Linked DNA regions of Zea mays: regions 1 and 2 are each linked to region 3. Evidence: chromatin contacts called from public Hi-C data. All regions are on one chromosome and are shown on one strand. The core of a region is the stretch at or near the end of the contact, and the rest is flanking DNA. Distances in the headings are between cores, read along the strand shown. Region 1 holds the start of LOC109943176 (BOI-related E3 ubiquitin-protein ligase 1). Region 2 holds the start of LOC100192862 (Cysteine proteinases superfamily protein). Region 3 holds the start of LOC107403146.

Region 1 (3,504 bases), core at 520-3,019, 200 kb before region 3:
TTTTTTTCTCGAGCGCAGGCGGCAGGCCGAGTGTGGACTTTGACTAGACGTGCGCTCAAGTGACTGATTACAGCTCTGCGATCTACTACCCTACCAAAGCAGAACGATCTACCCTACCAATCTACCGAGTGCTTTGCCTATCGAACTCGATTCCAATGCCAAGCCAAAGGTAAATTACTGCACCTCATCGCTCGGTCACTGACCGACCCCCAACGTTGCTTGGACTTGATGGGTAGTGACGCACCGGACAGGTCAGATTTGTACAGGCAAAGTTCTGTCCTCCCGGGACTGGACTGGAGTACACTCACGCCTTTTCTGCGGTGTGGACGAGACGAGCCTGCCTCGTGGTACAGGCAGGCAGCCGAGGGACACCAGCCTGCCTCGTAGTACAGTCCGGACTCACCAGCAACGACGCGATCCGCCGGCATAGATGGTGCTAACTGCTAACATGATGTGGTTTAGCGATCAAGGAAAATGAGTACACGTCTCTGAGCAAACAGGAACTATGACGTGTGGTTTAGCCAATGCATTTCTACATGATTGTACTCAACAGGGCTACTCTCTACTGCTACTAACCAACAAAAGTTTCCTGCCTGACCCCGGTGTCGTGACTCACGTACCGGGGCACGCGGGAGGCAAGCTGGAGTGACTCCCGCTTCCGCTGCCAGTGCCTCCTCGCCGTCACAGCAGGACCTGGAGCGAGGCGTTCTTCACGGCGCCGCAGACGGGGCACACCTCGGCACCGGCCTCGCACGCGCGGCACAGGCACAGGTGCCGGCACGGCAGGACCAGAACGCACGCGTCGCCGCCGCCGCAGGCCTTGCACGACGGCGACGAACCAGTCGACACCGGCCCCGACGGGGATGCCACGAAGCAGCAGGACTGCGCGTCCTCCGCCTCGCCGCCACCGCCACCGCCGCCGGCGACGGCGGGCTGCTGGAGCACCTTGTCGAGCGTGGCGCGGAGGCCAGCGGCGACGGCCTCGTGGCTCCTTGCCACGCCCAGCCACGCCTGGCCCTCGGCGGCCAGCTGCCGGAGCCGCTCCTCCAGCTCCGCGCCGCGGCGGCGGGCGCGCTCCAGCTCTGCCTCCGCGGCGCGGAGCCGAGCTTCCGCCGCGCCCCGCACGACCGCTACCACCGCGCGCGCGTGCCGCCGCCGAGCCTCCTGCAGCGCCGCGCGCATCCTGTCCGTCTGCGGCGTACGGTGTGGGGGGGAAAAGGATCAGAGACACCGTGTCCGTCGACGAACATGTATGTATGTACCACCAGACTCCCAAACCCAACGCACGCACCTCGACCCGCACCAGCGCGTCGACCTCCACGCCCTGGTGGTACAGCTGCGACAGGACGCCACTGGCCGCCGCCGCCCGGCCGCTGGTGGACGCCGCGCCGCACCTGTTCTGCACCTCGTCCAGCAGGAACCCCGGCTGGTGGCCGACGTCCAGGAACCCCGGCACAACGCGTGCCCGCTTCCTCGGGAGGAACACGCTGTTGTCACCGGCGGCATTGCAGGTGAGCTCGCTGCGCGGCTGGGCGTCGCCGAACGCGGCGTCCCCGAGGGCCGCCGGCGCTGGCGCGCACCCGCCGAGGCCGAGCTCGTCCAGGAGCGCGGAGCCGCCGACGGCCGCGGCACCCTCCAGCGCCCTTAAGGCGTGGCCGACGTCGTGGGGCAGGAAAGCTGGTGCGAACAGGTGCTGCGCCTGGACGGCCATCGCCGCCGCGTTTGTCTTGCGAGTGCCGAGTGGGCGGGGAGAGGGAAGAGGAGAGAAGTGGGCAGTGGAAGAAAGACATCGGGACGGGAGGGAAGTTATATATACTCCGGGGGAGAGACCGGGCGGTGCGGTGACGGGGAGGAAACGTGGGGTGTGTGCCTGCCTGGCTGTGTGGGGGCGTCTGCACGGAGACAAAAGCTGTCGGTTTTTTTGTTTATAATATCTGATGACATATGACTAGGAGAGGGAGAGCAGGCAGAAGAACACAGAACGGAGCAAGGCAAATGCAGCAGCTGCGACCTCTCCTTTTCCCCTTGCCTGCGCTACGTTTCTTTTTTTTTTCCATTTTTTTTTCTCCGTTTGATTTGCCGAGTGGCGTGACCCGGTGACCGTGATGCAGGACGTGGAGTGCTCTGGGTGGTGTGGTGGTCCGCGTGGGCCAGCATGCAACGGGTGGCCTACCCTGCCACTGCCTTGGGAGGTGGGAGCTTGCCGCCATGTCTTTTCTTTTCTTTTATTTATTTTACTATAATCTCCATTTCGTGATCCAGCAGTGAGGATTCCTCGAAATGATGGTTCAGGTTCACGACATTTTTTGCTTTGCGATGACGCAATGGCTCTGGGTGTTTTCCTAGCCTACAGCATTCAGCACTTTTAACATGAAGCCATTACAATTTATAAGGGTTTGTTCAGTTGAGTGTATTGAGGGGATTGAATATAAGGTCCGGTTTGTTTTCTTTCATTTCAAGGAATTGAAATCTTACTAATAGAATAGATTATTTTTTTAGAATGTGATATTACACCATTTTTCAAAGTTATCATATAAGACTATCTTAAATTAATGGGTGAGAGATGAAAATTGATTTTATAGATTTACATACTATTTTTCCGATGTATAATTTATAAAACACTCATCTACTTGCTTCGCTATAATATAAATATAGTATATAACTATCTCTTTCATATAATTTAGGTTAATATATAAATATATTACATATATGAATATATGAAATTAATTAGTTTTGTCTAAATTATAATTATTAAAATGAAATTCAATTCCAACAAAACAAATGGGGCCTAAGGGAATTTAATCCATCTCAATCCGCTGGGTACATGGGTCATAGATTTTATGTATTGGCAAACTTGATATTTCTATTTTACTAGGTGAGTGCCCGTGCGTTGCAACGGGAACCTACAATACCACGATAATTATGTACAAATAGGTTTATGTCCGTGCGATGCTACGAGGAAACATGTGAAATCGTTATCTATGTGATACCGCAAATCAAACAAAGCATAAAATTTATACACATGACACGACTCCGTAAATCAAACAACATATCATAACACGAGACTTCTCGACCTAAATTAGATATATATAAATTTTACATGATCTTAAACAACACAGTGTTTCAATCCACTCATATCATAACCACTACAAAAATTAAAAATAACTACAACAACTTTCATCAAAAGATAGATACATGTAGACTTGCCGGTGGTACCCAACACTCGTATCATAACCACTTCATCTGAGTAGAATATGGAATACAAAAGATTACACATTCATATTTAAAATAGACGTAAATATGGGATACAAATATATGATAATACATCCATTCAATTAATTTTTATGCACCACGATGTATATTTTCTATTGATGTGGCCATTTACTTGACCAATGTCGTATTGACAGGCCACATATGCCTGTTTGCTTTACCACCGCAATTGGCAATAGTCATCTAAACACGTCACGTAAAAATAACAAGCTCTAGCTAGATAGTATAAATTCG
Region 2 (3,068 bases), core at 3-2,502, 230 kb after region 3:
AGGTGTAAGCCTAATTCCCTTTCAACTGGCATTAGATACTTCTATATTATTCCCTCCGTTTTGCCCCTAGACCCGCATGTCGGGGCTCAGCACCCTTGTACGTGCCCCCCTTTAGCTATAAAAGGGGAGGCACGCAACGAGGCTGACTCAAGCACACTTAGACCTAGCTCAGGCTCATAAGTTCATACAAGCTCTCGAGCTCAATACATCACACAGTGGAGTAGGGTGTTACGCTCCGGCGGCCCGAACCACTCTAAATCCTTGTATGTTCTTGTGTTCTCCCCATTTTCCAACTATCAGGCAAAACGCTTAGCCGCTTCCTCATCTTAGGATTTATGGCGGGTGCATTCCGCCGCCCGGCCGGAGATCTCTCCGACAATGACCTTTATCTAGATAACCCTAAAAAGTTAAAACTATCATTTGGTTCGGTTTACTCTCCTAAAGTATTTCAGTCGGTCTAATTTACCCTTTAGTAAGATTTATCTTTTTTGTTTCTCTGTATTAAGGTGGTTTTAATTTCAAATTTTATGTGAGGATAGCTGGCACCATAATTTATGTGTAAAATATATGTCACAAATTTATATCATTATTTTGATAAGCTAGGACATATAATAATAAATTAACATTAGAAAGACAAAGTGTATTAAGCACAAACATATAAATTCATAATAATATTTTTAAAACAATATATGGTGCCCACTATCAGCGGCATAATAATAACTTAACAATAAAAATATAAAATTGTATTAAACATAAACATATAAAATTCATATATTATTCTTCTAAACAATATATGGTGTCCACTTGATCTCATAAGTTTTGAAATTAAAATTCAACTTATACTATATAGAGAAATGAGAATACAATTTTATTAAGAGGTACGTTGGACCGACTAAACTAATACTTTCTTTGTCTTAAATTAAAAATTATTTTAGGGATTATGGATTCAAACAATATTTGATGTATGTGTTTTATATATATCTAAATTTATCATCGTCTATCTAAATATAGATATAAAAATCAAGAGCTAAAAAGACCGGTATTTTAGAACCGAGAAAGTAAATCGAACCATACGAACGTAAGCGAGAATTGTAGGTATTAATTTGGGGTTTTCCCTAAAAAATAGACATGGTCAATTCAAGGTACCCGCCGCTCTGGATTGTTTCAGGGCATGTCCCAACTGTCAATGGTCAAACCAGGTCGCCCCCGGATCCGGGAGGCGCCGCGTGGGGAACGAGTCACGGCGCTCTGCTGCTGGTAGTTGGGCAGTAGGCAAGGCCGTACGCGGAAGAAACCGCGGCAGCCTGCCCAGCGCAAGAAAATAGCCGCAACCCAACCGATCGTGCGGAAGCAATCAAGCCGCGGCGCGTGAAAGCGTCCCGTCCCCGTTTCGCTGGCCATCCCCGCAAAGCAGAAGGTTTTGCTTTGCGCGTCCTCCCAATCCGTGGCTAGCGGTCCCCTGTTTCCTGCCCAGCTCGCCGGCGTTCCCCTTCCTCCGCTGCTGCCAGTGGTAATATGATTCTCCTCCTTGTTTTTTTTTAATTTGCAATCGTTAATGGGCTCCATTTGTAGAGAATTTGGGCGTTTCTATGTGCGACGGTGTTGAATTTCAGTCGAAATTGATTCCAATTAGAGTTCTGCGAGTTGGCTTTGTTTTGATACATTGTGCAGTGGCAAGTTATCGTTTGCTACCTGCTTGCAAAATGGTCCAATTCAGGAACCAGGAATGCCAGCCTAGAGTATTGAGCTAATTAGGCGTTCTGAATTCGTTTGCTGTTTGGTGGATACCTAGGATAATCAGCGAGACAGCGACGAAGTATATAACTTTTTGTTCAGCGAGAGTCATGATGATACTGGAAAGCGAAATCCATTGGGACCTTGCCCCAGAGTACAGGTGTTCGAGATTCCGTGAAAAAAAAGTGTGCAGATGATGGACATACGATTCACTATAAGTCCCTAACGTCTTCTACTCCTAATAACCTTATCTTGGTTGGTTTGTCAAGGAGAAACAAATTGCTGCTCCAATTTGTAGCCTCAGAATGCAATTTTGCCTCCAGAACGGCACTATGCTTTATGCTCTTTCCATAACCTAGCTAGCAGAGACCCTCATCCATTTTAAGCCAAATTTCATTATCCATGAGAGGTAGCCATCAAGTTTTATGCTGTATTCTCATGACTCCTTGTGCTCTAAGCACAAATCAGTGCCTCTACTGTACATATATAGTTATACATTTGAGAGGTCATTGTCATCCCATGCATGTAGAATTAAGTATTACATACATGGAACATCACTGTAAGTCCACGTGGATAATTGATTATACCATATGTTAAATGCATGCTGAAAGACTTGGCGATGGACGCAAACTGTGTTTGAGGAAAAAGATATTTGAGATGTCAACACAGACATCACTAACATGATAGTACTGTAGATAAGTGTCAATGTAAACAAGTTATGCAAATCGTTGCTCCTCTACCAACAAGCAAAGACACAATTTCATCATGTACATAATAATAAACATTTTACAGTAAAATTTGTTCAGCTAGGCCTCTCCCATTTTCTCTGCATATGCTTTTCTTTGTCTTTTCCTTTGTGTGTGTGTCTCCATTAAAGTTATATAATTTTCAACCTACGCTGTAGTTTCTGTTTCCTTCCTTCATGCCAGTAGTTGTACAACATATAAATTGCATTTCCAGTGTTTATTTCCTTTTAGATATGTTTTTTTAATATATTTAGCGTATCAAAATTATTATAAAATTCTTTATCCTGACAACCACTAGGTTGGAGATGACACATATGTTTCCAAGGGAAGGTGCCTCATCTAGCTCAACCTCAATGAGCAGCCAAAGGAGTGAAACTCATGATGATAGGATGATTGCAATGGTTCTCTCCGAAGAATATGCCAAGTTAGATGGTGCTATGGCCAAGCGTCTTACTAATTTAACATCAATTCCTGTAAGATGTCTCATGAATTTTAGTTACTTGTATTTTCCTCTGGCTTTTCCTTTTCTTCCCCGCACAGAAGGCTATGTGTTTTGGGCACACACTGTCTTCCTTTCTGGTACAGATA
Region 3 (3,375 bases), core at 872-3,371:
GCACGCCATCATGACGCCTTTTCTTTGTTGAGTACCTATTGGGCACCCGACAAAGACTTTGTTAAATGTCCTACATAAAGTACTTGACAAAGAGGTCATTGTCGACGTTTGGTTCACCATGGGCTCTTTGCCGAGTGTGGCACTCGACAAACACTTTGCCGACTGCATTTGGTCATTTGCCGAGTGTTTTTGTTGACGACGGCAAAAACGATGGTGCGTGCATGCTGTGAAACATCCTCGTGGACGTGCAATAGCCACTGTGTTGGTCGGTGTCGGGGCTGGTGTCGAACGAATACGGGGAGGAGGTGCCTGCTCCCACGCCCTCTGCCGAGAATGGTAAACGAGGTGGCGACAACCGAGACCAGGACCATCATTATCGTGCGAAGATATAGATGGTCAAATGGGTCGTGTCTGGCGAGCCGACCCGGGACACGACCCATTTAATTGTGCCTGGGCCAGCCCGACACGAGCGTCGTGCCGTGCATGGCCCGTAGTGCTGGTCCGTCCGGGCACGATTATATTTTTTTTATTTTACAAAAATGTATATACAGATGTACAATCTATATTCAATATTAAAAACACCTGAGCATGATGTTGTACTAGTTAGACAACTTCACCTAGTGTCTCCCGCACTGTTTCCATCAGGGTGTGGGTTCGAACCCACCTCCTGCACCGTTTTTACGCTGATTTAACCAAACGGTCCAATGGGCTAACGGGCCGGCCCGACATGGTCAGCAGGCCGACATGTCTGGACCGGAGCTGCGGGCGTCGGGTCTGTGCCGGGCCGTCGTTTGGCCATCTATATACGGAGGTCTGCGCCGAGGGGTGCAGCAGGTTAATTTAAAAGAAATGCGAGTGAGTTATTTGTAAAAATATGATGCAGGACTAAAAATATGATGCAGGACGACTGTTGAAACTGATGTTTTAATATTGTAGAGATAAACAACCGCTTAGACCTAAATAAGTCTTAAACTTTAGAAATTTTAAAATACATTTTATGATTTTAGAGATCAATATGACACTGTATCTGGCGATCCGGTCCTACATTCATATCGACTGACAAATCTGGTTTGTATAGCTATTGTTGTTGTCTTGTTGACTTTCCAGCGCCTAATTTTGTTATTATCTGGCGCACTTCTCGCACGGTGCGTTGAAACTGCAACAGCGCGTCGTCCATCCACTGTTTGGACTGCATCGCATGCCATGTTTCTCGTCCTTCGAGGGTGAAGTTTACGGCCGACCGGCCGGTGCTGGGATCGATCGGATTCTCAGAGGGCTAGCCGCCGTCTCCGACGGCCAACTGCCAAGACTTTGACTGGCCGGCGCGCGCCACAGCAGTTGCAATCGTTTTTACTAGTGGCATGGACACGGTTGCCCTAGTCGCTAGCTATCTGATCCAGAACAAAGCACAAAAGCCACGGCGCCATGCACTAGCTAGACGATTGAACTGGCCATGGCCATGAAACATGGAGTGGCCGGCCCATCCATCCGTGGTATCGGTCCAGCTAGCCAGCCAGTCCGGGGAACGTCCACCGCCCAACATCACAGTCATCGTCTTCACACCCATGGCTATTGTCCTGTATCTCTATTCACGATGCTTGCAGCTAGCTAGGGCCTAGGGCTAAGCTCACACAGTAAAAAAGGGCGTCCACGGCTCCACGCCCAATGCCCCCACACGCCCGGCCAGGCCGGTCGAAAGCGATCCGCTTTCGTCGCGCCTCGAACGCATCCGCGGCGCCTACGTGTGTTTTTGTTGGCACCGCTCAGTCTTCCCCCCACCCAAGCCTGCCGGAGTGGCATGGCTGAGCCGAGCGTGGCAGTATATATATAACCAGCTCTACCCTGCCCTGCCCTGCCCAGTGCCCACCCATTCCCAGTTCTTCCACTGGCCCTTCCCACCCGACCCCTTCCCCAGTCCTTGCTTTGCGTCTGCCATGGCCGTGCAGGCGCGGCACTTCTCGCACGACCTAGCCCCGGCGGCGGGCGGCTCCCTGTTCTTGGACGAGTACGCCGGGTGCGTGCCGGCACCGGCCCGGATCGGGGACGACACGACGGTGCTCAGCGACTTCCCGCGCAGCGAGCTCGCCTGGTGCAACTACGGCTTCCTGCCGAGGAAGCGGCCGCGCCTTGAGGCGGCAGCGCCAGCAGCGGGCGGTGATCTCTTGCAAGATCAGCGCGTTGGTATGCCTCCGGCGGGCACGGAGCGCCTGCTGCCAGTGCCACCGCTCGTCGACGCGCGGAGCCGGGCGGTGGGCTCCGGCGCGGCGACGTCCACTAGCGGGAGAGTGGTGGCAGTTGGCGCGGCGACCGTCGTCTCGCGGGACATCCCGTCGTCGTGGACGCACCACCACGGCATGGAGATCGACGCGCTCGTTAGACTCGAGGTACGGCCTGAATTAGTGATTTAACCGGAATCGGCTTCGTCGTCAGACTCAGACGATAGATGGGAGTGGGACGCATGGTCGTCCGATGGTGTCGTCTGATCTGTGGACTGTGGTATATGTTGTGCAGGCGGAGAGGATGCGCGCGGCGCTGCAGGAGGCGCGGCGGAGGCACGGCCGCGCGCTGCTGGCCGCCGTGGGCCGCGCTGCGTCGGGGCGGCTGCGCGCGTCGGAGACAGGCCTGGAGCGCGCGCTCCACCGCAACGCGGAGCTCGAGGAGAAGGCCCGCCAAGCGGGCGCCGAGTGCCAGGCGTGGGTGGGCGTGGCCAGGAGCCACGAGGCCGTCGCCGCGGGCCTCCGCGCCACGCTGGACCAGCTGCGGCCCCGCGGTGCGGCCGTCTGCGTCTGCGAGGCCGAGGCCGAGGACGCGCGGTCGTGTTGCTTCGGCGAGGCGCCGGCCGCGCACGCCAACGGCGCGTCCATGCCCAAGCTGGCGTGCAAGTCGTGTGGCAGCGGCGGAGCGTGCGTGCTGCTGCTGCCGTGCCGGCACCTGTGCCTGTGCCGCGTGTGCGACGAGGCCGGCGTGGACGCGTGCCCCGTCTGCGCGACCACCAGGAACGGCTCGCTCCACGTCCTCTTCTCCTGAACTGGAGGACTTCTTGCCATGGCGGGAGACGAGGCTTCCCTGTTTCGCTGCCAGAGCGCGGTACATGCGACGCGAATGCGGCGCTTCAGCTAGTGCCACACGGCGATGCTGGGAAGGAGATTCTGCGGCCAAAGTGCAATGGCACGAAATGTCCTAGCGAATCGTGCGAGGGTACTCTGCCGAAGTCAGCGCTCACCACTGCCTTCTTAGATACTGAATCAACGGCGTAAATATACAGTACATGTTCAAAGCACAGTTGGTGAAGAACTGAAGATTGGCAAGCGTTTAATCAGGTCCTGAATCGTTGACGGACTATAGTTTCACTTTCACTATGGTGGCGGTTACCGG

What was found. Hi-C and Micro-C count contacts between places; a contact is called where the count stands out from the background.
Region 1: a contact with region 3 is called in a Hi-C map of tassel, with 2.3 times the contacts expected there. The contact joins the promoter of LOC109943176 here to the promoter of LOC107403146 in region 3. A contact is called at or near these places in 4 of 25 Hi-C or Micro-C datasets (bundle sheath, ear, leaf and 1 more).
Region 2: a contact with region 3 is called in a Hi-C map of ear, with 2.4 times the contacts expected there. The contact joins the promoter of LOC100192862 here to the promoter of LOC107403146 in region 3. A contact is called at or near these places in 3 of 25 Hi-C or Micro-C datasets (ear, leaf and tassel).

Annotation. Positions count from the first base shown.
Region 1 is chr10:115,557,841-115,561,344 of Zm-B73-REFERENCE-NAM-5.0, reverse strand. LOC109943176 (BOI-related E3 ubiquitin-protein ligase 1) reads right to left here and starts at 1,769. Exons shown (of 2, transcript NM_001365013.1): 1 at 1,292-1,769; 2 at 438-1,191. The coding sequence starts at 1,711. The coding sequence ends at 682.
Region 2 is chr10:115,131,449-115,134,516 of Zm-B73-REFERENCE-NAM-5.0, reverse strand. It overlaps LOC100192862 (Cysteine proteinases superfamily protein), which reads left to right and starts at 1,252. Exons shown (of 10, transcript NM_001138051.1): 1 at 1,252-1,510; 2 at 2,779-2,953. The coding sequence starts at 2,786.
Region 3 is chr10:115,361,622-115,364,996 of Zm-B73-REFERENCE-NAM-5.0, reverse strand. LOC107403146 reads left to right here and starts at 2,121. Exons shown (of 2, transcript NM_001321406.1): 1 at 2,121-2,384; 2 at 2,512-3,375. The coding sequence starts at 2,184. The coding sequence ends at 3,027.